3 separate regions of the Mus musculus genome follow, and regions 1 and 3 are each linked to region 2. Evidence: chromatin contacts called from public HiChIP or PLAC-seq data. All regions are on one chromosome and are shown on one strand. Each heading gives the region's core, a stretch centred on a gene start, on an enhancer-like site or on the middle of the called end of the contact. The rest is flanking DNA. Distances are from core to core; before and after follow the strand shown. Region 1 has its middle 42 kb from the start of Zdhhc19. Region 2 holds the start of Wdr53 (WD repeat domain 53). Region 3 has its middle 14 kb from the start of Zdhhc19.

Region 1 (2,700 bases), core at 115-2,614, 290 kb after region 2:
AATTAAAGCATTAGAACCAGTTGCCAACACTCTTGTTCTTGCAGAGGACCTGAGTTCAATTCCCAGCACCAACATGGTGGCTCTGATAGAACCTAGTGGGGAAACCCCCACTCAACTCCCGATTCGGTGTGCACCCAAGAATCACGAACAGACTACCATCTTGATGTAATTACATGAGGACGTTTAATTACGGAGCTCCAGACCGACATGTATCCCACACAGGAGATAACGGATGTTGGCCACGAGGCTTGAAAGCTAGGGGTTTTTATGGGGTAAGGGGCTTAGGGATGTGGAATTCAGCACAGCGACACACTATTGGCTTATTCAAACATTAACAGAAAGAACATAGGGCATCAGGACTTTCTTCCTGTGGACTGGGGGGCTTATCTTTGTTCACATAGCAACCAGTTGATGTATGACTTTACCCGGCACCAAGGGGCAATAGACAGAGGGGAGATTCTTAGATAATATAGCCCTGCTGGTCCTTGTATCTTTACAGTCAAGATGTTCTTAGGAATGCCTTAACAACAGCCCTGCCCTGGCATGCCTGGGGGCTGTTCTGCTTTGTTCTTGGTCCCAGGCCGGGCTGTGGGCTCCTAAACTCACAAGTTACAATATTTTATCTTCCTTCAGCACAATCATCTGATCCCAGAGATCTGATGCCCTCTTCTGACGTCTGTGGTACAAGGTATACACATGGTGCATATACATACATCCAGGCAAAATATTCATATATTCAAAATAAAATAAAATAAAATAAAATAAAAAGATAAACAAACAAACAAACTGTTTATCAATAAATACTAATGAAGTTTTAATCAGCTCAGATTTTCTCAGTGGCCCTAGTGTATAGTTCAAATTCTTAGGTAATGAGGAAGGCCACGAAGAGTTTCTAAGTGTGATGCTATTTCCTAAATGCTAAGTGAATTAGTTTACAAGCCAGGTAGAAAATCATTAGTAACTGAGTATCAGGGCGTGGGAGAGATGTTTCCAGCACAGAAAAGCCCAAGCATGCTGGTATAGTACTAAGGCCTTTCTCCCTAACTCGTGAAGTGTTTTTTCCTCTTAAGAGTTGACTGGATAACCAAATTCCAACTGAAGGAGTTCCTAACAGGGACTGTAGCTCAAGAGCCCTAGCCATCAAGCACGAAGAAGGAATCTTAGAAGAGGGGCTGCTCTCCTAGAGGACCATCTGCCTCCAGCTTGAGACCTTGTTCCTCAAGAGTCCTAATTTTAGATCAAGCAAGGGCTTAATCTCTTCTTATATTTGTATCTGTAGCCCCTTTGTTCTGCTGCAGCCTTTAGCCTACTCACTGTGTTTACCTTACCTCTCCTTTTATCTTCTTTACTGGTGGGCCCCCTGGCCAGCAGAACTTTGTAGAGCTTACCCAGCAGGGTGGAACCATGGCCTCAGCAAGGTCCTGGGCTCTGCTGGGTCCTTCCTGCCCCTCAGGCTTTTGTAGGGTGGGGGAGTCCTTGATCTTGAATCCAAGCTGTGAGGGTCTGTGGGTGGCCCAGCTTCAAAGTGAGCCAACCCAGGAGGCTTCCTGGAAGCTGGACGGACTCCTCCGCAGAGCCTGTCTCTGAGGGTCATGTGAGGAGGAGCTGGGGTCCAGACCATCAACAAGGGAAGCATAAACTGTGCATGGCACATTGAGTGGTGTGATCTGTGAACAAACAGACAAACCAAATATTTGATGTTGGGGAATGGAGCATAAAAAAAATGTATTAAATGATTCCATTTAGGTAAAAGCACTCACATGCTGCTTTGAGTACATTTATGTGTAAATAAGGGGGCAGAAAGGTTTTTTTAAGGTCGAAGCCTGAACATCAAACCAACAGAGCAAATTAAAAATCAAAATGGAGTCAGGATAAAAGTCAAACCTAAGCTAAGTTATTATCCTACTCTTGGAGAAGTTAATATGAGAGTTCTCACAAAAATCTTTTTCACTTGGAATGAAAATGAAATGCCAGCCTTTAATTCCAGCCTTCAGGAGGTAGAGGTAGGTAATCTTAGGAATTTGAGTCTGGTCTACAGAGTGAGTTTCAGGACCACCAGTGTTAGCATTCCTTCTAGGCTCCGCCCCACGGTTACCTAGCAACAGTCAGGAAGCTTAACTCACTATAAAAGGGGCTCCTTGCCTCCTTTTCTCTCTCTTTCTTGCTCTCTTACCCTCTCTGTCTTTTCTCTCCCCAAACTCCCTTCCTCCTTCCCTTCCTCTCTCTCTCCCTCCCTCCCTCCCTCCCTCCCTCCCTCCCTCCCTCCCTCCCTCCCTCTTTCTCCCTCACCCTGCCTTTTTCTGTCTCTACTCCCTCCTCAACTCCCCTCCCCATGCCCTAAATAAACTCTTCCATATTATATCCGTGGCTGGTACCTGGGGCTGCGGGGAGAGGAGAAGGAGGGATGCCTTATCATGGCATCCTGCAGAGGTGCCCCCTTCCACCTCTACCAAACTATCCTGGTTCTCTCTCTCTCTCTCTCTCTCTCTCTTTCTTATAAAACACAATAGCCTACACAGAGAAACCCAGTCTCTAAATTCCCCCACCCCCTAAAACAAAACAAAACCCTGCACTGAACTGAAGAGTTCCCTGTTTCAATGGATATTGATTTTTGTTTTTAAAAATCTAAATAATTCTTAGAGCTTTGAGAAGGAGTAAGATGGGGTGGGGTGGGGTGGGGTGCTACTGCTTAGAGTGAAA
Region 2 (2,802 bases), core at 188-2,687:
GTTATGAAAGCACAAGAAGCGAGAACAACAACAACAACAAAACCAGCAAAACAGGAATCAACATATTAGATGCCAGAAGAGCCATCACCTGAGTAGAACTATGAAAAAGTTATCAATCACAGCAGGACAAGGCAGTGTGATGAGTTATATGGTGCCAATGAGAGGAAGTAATAGTAAAGTCTCTTTCTTACAAGTTAATTAGCAGGATGCCTAGTCTTATCATCACTTGGAATCGTGAAATATTGTGGCCCTAAGAGAACGTGGGTGAAAATAATGTTCTTGTTAATCAGAGCTAGGAAAAGGGGTAGTGAACGCAAAAGATCCCAGCAACTAGACCTATTTTAAAGCGACATCGACGAACTAATGCCTTAAGTCTACTTGGAGGCCAGAAAAAATACATGCTCATGAGTATCGGCTGGTGATCTGTCTTTAAGAGCAAAGACTGTCGAAAGTAGAAAGACTGCTGAAAATGAATGATGGGAAACCACCTAGTATTTTAAAAAGTGAGGTGGATTACGAAGCAGAACTTCAATCCAAAGAAAAGATCGTTATGGAGAGGAGGGGTGAGAGTGGTCCTGACTGGCTGAAGCCGTGGGAAGGCGGGATGCTGAGGTGAAACCTCTGACTCAAGCTTTGAAGATAAACCCCGAGAGCGGCGGGCGGGAGAGGAGCCGAGCTTCGACGTGGCCCCGGGATTCCCTCACCTTGGCCTTGTAGCTGGGCAGGTTGCAGAGGATGTCCGTGCGCAGAGCCTCTTCTGCTAGGCTGCGGGCGCACAGGCTCCGCCACACCTCGCTGTTCTCGTCGCCGTGGAGGCAGCGGTACCAGTGCTTGCAAACCAGGGCGCAGCTCCGCAGCTCGGACAGCTCCAGGTAGGAGAACACCAACTCCAGCACCCGGCTGGGCAACCGGCCGCCGACCCCGGAGGACCCCGAGCCCGCGCTGGCGCCGCCGCCGGCACCGGCGCCGCCACCACTAGCGCCGCCCGAGGCTGCCCCAGCCCCCGGGCCCGGCGCCGCCATCGCCTCACCAGCCGGCCCGAGGGCCGCCGCCGCCGCCGCTTCGCCCCGTCTCGGCGCGGGAGGCCAAGCCTCGCCTACAGCCGCGAGCGGCTCGCTCACCGCCCCTTTCAGCGCCAGCCGCTCGCGCCTCCACCGCTCCCGCCCCTGCCCCGGGGCGTCCGCTGCGCGCCCCGCCTCACTGAGGGCAGATGGCGCGAGCCGCTCGGGTTCCCGCCCCTCGGAGCCGCTCAGCGCGGGCGCCGGAACCGCCCGCCTCGCCCGGCCTGCCCGCGACGCGCCCCGGGATCCGCCATGCGAGTTGAGGGCAAGAAGCAAGGGCGCACGCCCAGCTCGCCCGCCGCGCCTCTCTGCCCGGAAGTGACTGTTCGGCAGAGGCGCCTCGCTCCCTAAAGCTTGATGGGATTGGATGCTGCGTGTGAGGTCATCGCTCGGCGCCACCGGGAACGGGAAGCCCAGGTATGAGGCTGTTGGCCAGCGGGGTTCGGATCTGTTCGCAAGTGCTTTTTTTCTGTTTTTCCTCTAATGGCCTTGACTCGGCTCTCCTTGGCCTCTCTTCCTACGGAGTTTCCCGTCTCACTTGGTTTCTGCTCCCTCTCTAACTTTGTTCACGACACTTCCCTTTTTTGCTAGCCAATTCTTAGATCCTTCACCTTCAGGTCGCTTGGATCAATTTCCTTTCCCTTTGCGCAGTTGAGGACCTCTTGTCGTGGTCAGGTTAGATCCATTTTATTATATTTTATTTTTTTTTACCTTGAGAAATTGACATCTTCTTTTCCTGGCTAGCGCCGTAGGGGACTCACCAGAACCCATTCTCAAAGTAAGGTGGCTAAACCTGAGCAACCCTCGTAAATACGCAGGTTTTATTATATTTGAGATTAAATAAACAAGTGTAGGTAATCTCAAAGTGTCATTTGAATACTAAGTGTCACAATCTTTTTGGACAAAATATAGTGTGTTCAGTAAAAAGTAGTAGTAAAAAGATTAAGAAAAACGTGTTGTTGTTGGGTTTTTTTGTTTTGTTTTGTTTGGTAATTTGTTAATCCCTAGAATGAGGTAAGGTGGAAACATAAAGATGATTTCCTGGGAGGAAAAGAACCTAGCATTATTTAGTTATGCTATTTTAAAGAGCATTTAGAAAAAGAATAATAGAGACTGGAGTGATGGCTGAGCAGTTAAGAGCACTTTCTGCTCTTGTAGAGGACCTAGGTTCGTTCCTAGCACCCATATGGGTGCTCAAGGCTTAACCTGAGTTGTAGCTTAAGTTCAAGGGGAGCCAAACCCTCTTCTGGCTTCGGGAATGACTGAGCTGTACACACATACATGCTATACACATAAAATAAAGTAAAAGAACTACAGTGTGAGCCAGGCATAGATGAGATCTTTTAATCTGACTTTTTTTTATATATAATTCTCAACGCAGCTCTATGAAGTGATTATTATAATAATAGGGCTCACAGACTCAGGCATCAAGTCCAGTGTCATGCAATTTTTATGTAGTAAACCTTGCCTGAGATCCACCTATGTGTAATTAACTTCCTGGTTTTTAGTAAAAACAAATGAACAGCAGCTGCTTCCCTACCCTGGTATAATTACATGCTTATGATTTGCTAATCCCTTCCTCAAGATGTCTTGCACCAAGTAACCCAAATTCTTGTCTGTTGTGGTCATGCTAATGCCACAGTCTTCTGGTTGTTTTGGTTGTCACTTAGTTTCTCCACATCAGGACTAACTTTAGTCCAAAGCTATGAAGGAGCGTTGACTCACACATTATAATAATGGC
Region 3 (2,700 bases), core at 25-2,524, 260 kb after region 2:
TAAGTGTGTCTACCTCTGGGTGTGACTCTCCAGGTGTGTGCAGAAGGGAACATCCCAGCTTCAGGAAAAGGGCAGTCAGGGGACTTCCTCTTCCCCCAAAGGAGAGCTCCCCAGGTAGCCTGGGCCTGGGTCAGAGAAATAGAGGGGTCCAGGAGCCTGGGCCAAGACTTGGATTAAATCCTGCAACTTCCTGGCTCTGAAGGGGTACCTGGCCCACTTGGAGGCTTTAGGGAGGCTGGCTGTCTTCAGCCCCACGTGGCCTGGGATTGTACTTATTGGCTCCTAGGCTCCAGGTTTGCAGGGAACTCACCCAGCCTCAGGCAAGGGGCCTTCAGAGGCTCAAGCATGTTGTTATCTTCCCTGACTCCTTAAGGCCTCAGTTACCCAGCAGGACAAGGTTGTAATTTTCTTCTGATTCTCAAGAGGCTCTGAGTTCTTCAAAGGCAATCGCTCCTGCTCTGGGGTAAAGATTCTAGGTTTCTTTGTTCTTCCCAATTGAGAATTTCTACAGCTCTAGGAGGGGCCTAGCCCACCCCTTCTCCGAGGGCCCTTTGTCCTTCCCTAGATCTCAGGCGAGGCTGGCAGGGCTTCAGTTGCTCTGCTCCCACTTTCTCCTCTGCCCCTTTTTGCAGAACCTACCTTTGCTTCTCAGACTTACCCCGCCCAGTCTTTGGCTGACAGATAAGGTGAGAGCTGTTATCAGAGCCCCAGGAGGGGGCCTGCTGTCCGCATGCCCAGCATGCCCTGCCTCCCTCAGAGGAAGGGTCAAAGCCAAGAAGGACCATGTGCCAACTTGGAGCCGGAGCCCCTCTGTGGGATCCCAGCCAGCTAGGTCCTAGAGCCAAAATTATCTCGAGTCATCCACACAGCCTTCTGGGAGGTAGGGACTTACAGGGCAGGACAAGTCTTGAGTGACTGACTAACCAGACCTGCTGCCAACTAGTATGTTTGACAGAAGTCACTTGGCTCAGCCCAGCAGTCCCCACAGAGTCATTTACCTCACAAAGAGTCACAGGCTTTGACTTTGAGGGTGAGGGTCAAAGACAAGCTACCACCATCAGTTTCAGACAGGGTTTGGGGGCTACTGGGGGAAGTGGCTGGCTAAGATAACCTCCTGGCAGAAATGGCAGGCAGCCTGGTGGCTTTCTGGTTTCTACTCTCAGCTGCCCCAGCAGGGGAGCCAGCGCAGTAGCTGCAGAGCTCAGCTCTCTTACCCTAGGCTCAGATAAGCCAATGCCTCAGCAGTCAGGGAGCTGATAAGGAGGCTGCAGAAGCCCTCTGCATCCTGGGCCTCCCGATAATGGTCCCTACTGCCTCTGGCTCACCCGCCCTGCTCTGCCTTAACCACTCCACCCAAGGGGGGCCCTGCAGTGGCTGAGGGTGGGGCAGGGCAAGAATGATGGGGCAGAGGAGACTACTACAGAGCCCGTCAGGGCCAGGCTCCTCACACTTCATAGGGCACAGGTTCCTCACACCTCAGATGCATGGGTATGGGTCCTTGCTAGTCACCTCATGGGCACCTGGGTCTAGTGTCAGGCCCCTAAGAGACCTTATCTGGGGATTGTGTGTCTTTAGTTCTTAGCAAACAGATGCAGCCTGGGGATGAAGCCCTATTCCTGGTGACAAACCTTTACTAACCCCCATTGGGTCCAGCCTATGCGAAGTTATTTATAATATTTCCTTTCATCTTCACACCAACCCTGCTAAGTTGCTATTCTTGGTTTAGAGACGAGGAGGAAAACAACATTCAACAAAGCAGTGACTTCCCCTGGCCATGCTAAGTGGGAAAGCCAACCCCCTCCAGGCCCTTTCCCATGACACGGTCTTTAGCGTGAAGACTACGGGCTTCTCTAGGAAGCAAGGTGAGCGGTCACAAGTCACAGCACTGTCACAGGCATTGACCAGGCAGAGTCAGACTCCAGCACTGGCCAGAGGCTGCTTAGTCAATGGTAGGCATCACTGAGGGTGACCCAAGGGCTGCATGAGGCCGGGCTGCATTGTGTGGCCTGCTTAGGACTTCATAATGCTAGTCACTGTAATGGCAGAGTCCGCTGCTGCCCCGTTTAGAGTCGGATCCTTTGGGGCCGAGCAGTGATGGGGGAAAGGTGCTGTTTCAAGGGGAAGTTTGTTTTACAGAAAATCAACCGGTGGGGTGTCTCCCAGCCAAAGGAGTGTGTGTAGACTCGGTTGTAAAAGCTGGGACTCCCCTGCCGAGCAGTATCGTGGCCTTGGGGCCATGGCTGTGCACTTCAGTTAAGCAATCAGCTTCAGCTTGTGTTCATGACACCTCAGGCTGAAGGAAGTCAAACACCACTTGTTATTCCTGGCTCCTGTTTCTCTGTGCCCCGGCCTCCATCTTCAGCCTCACCTCCTCTCACCTCTCCGCTCTCCTCTCTACTCCCTCTCCCTTCCTTTTCTTTCCTCTTCCTTCCGTCCTCTTTCCTGTCCCATTCTTCCACAAGCTGCTCTTCAGTTCTCCATCCCTTTGACTACTCCCACCCTCACCCCCACCCCGCCCCGCCCCGCCCCGCCCCTGCTTTTCCTGGATGAAAACTTCCAGGAACTCAAAGTCAATGAAGGACTTTCAAGTAAGAAGGTATAATTGTGATTCGTGGAAGCTGTAGGATCTGGTGCAGCACAGGAGGGCTGAAGGCAGACTCTGTACAGGGAGCCTTTGTCTGCTTCTTTCTGCCTGGGGGG

What was found. HiChIP or PLAC-seq counts read pairs in DNA pulled down with a chosen protein or histone mark.
Region 1: a contact with region 2 is called in an H3K27ac HiChIP or PLAC-seq map of embryonic stem cells, with 2.3 times the contacts expected there. The contact joins the enhancer-like site here to the promoter of Wdr53 in region 2. A contact is called at or near these places in 2 of 39 promoter capture datasets (3T3-L1-derived adipocytes and liver), 1 of 15 datasets of contacts at CTCF or cohesin (the NIH/3T3 cell line), 5 of 115 datasets of contacts at active chromatin or transcription factors (the NIH/3T3 cell line, the SCID.adh cell line, bone marrow-derived macrophages and 2 more) and 1 of 9 other capture datasets (adipose tissue).
Region 3: a contact with region 2 is called in an H3K4me3 HiChIP or PLAC-seq map of fetal liver, with 2.6 times the contacts expected there. The contact joins the enhancer-like site here to the promoter of Wdr53 in region 2. A contact is called at or near these places in 9 of 39 promoter capture datasets (the 3T3-L1 cell line, 3T3-L1-derived adipocytes, the C10 cell line and 5 more), 1 of 15 datasets of contacts at CTCF or cohesin (the NIH/3T3 cell line), 3 of 484 Hi-C or Micro-C datasets (bone marrow-derived macrophages, embryonic stem cells and pancreatic cancer cells), 23 of 115 datasets of contacts at active chromatin or transcription factors (the 230-238 cell line, CD8 T cells, the NIH/3T3 cell line and 16 more) and 3 of 9 other capture datasets (adipose tissue, liver and pancreatic islet).

What each region holds. Positions count from the first base shown.
Region 1 is chr16:32,536,962-32,539,661 of GRCm38.p6, forward strand. No RefSeq gene overlaps it. Among named protein-coding and RNA genes, the nearest start is that of Zdhhc19, 42 kb to the left of the region's middle. Within about 2 kb of position 1,365, at least 38 of the 459 cell types and tissues checked have an H3K27ac peak or open chromatin away from gene starts, as enhancers often do. A contact at or near this core is called in the SCID.adh cell line and embryonic stem cells, where this site is marked.
Region 2 is chr16:32,245,790-32,248,591 of GRCm38.p6, forward strand. It overlaps Wdr53 (WD repeat domain 53), which reads left to right and starts at 1,438. Exons shown (of 3, transcript NM_001185162.1): 1 at 1,438-1,478. Fbxo45 (F-box protein 45) reads right to left here and starts at 1,236. Exons shown (of 3, transcript NM_173439.2): 1 at 705-1,236. The coding sequence starts at 1,022.
Region 3 is chr16:32,508,512-32,511,211 of GRCm38.p6, forward strand. No RefSeq gene overlaps it. Among named protein-coding and RNA genes, the nearest start is that of Zdhhc19, 14 kb to the left of the region's middle. Within about 2 kb of position 1,275, at least 87 of the 459 cell types and tissues checked have an H3K27ac peak or open chromatin away from gene starts, as enhancers often do. A contact at or near this core is called in CD8 T cells, the SCID.adh cell line, fetal liver and 1 more, where this site is marked.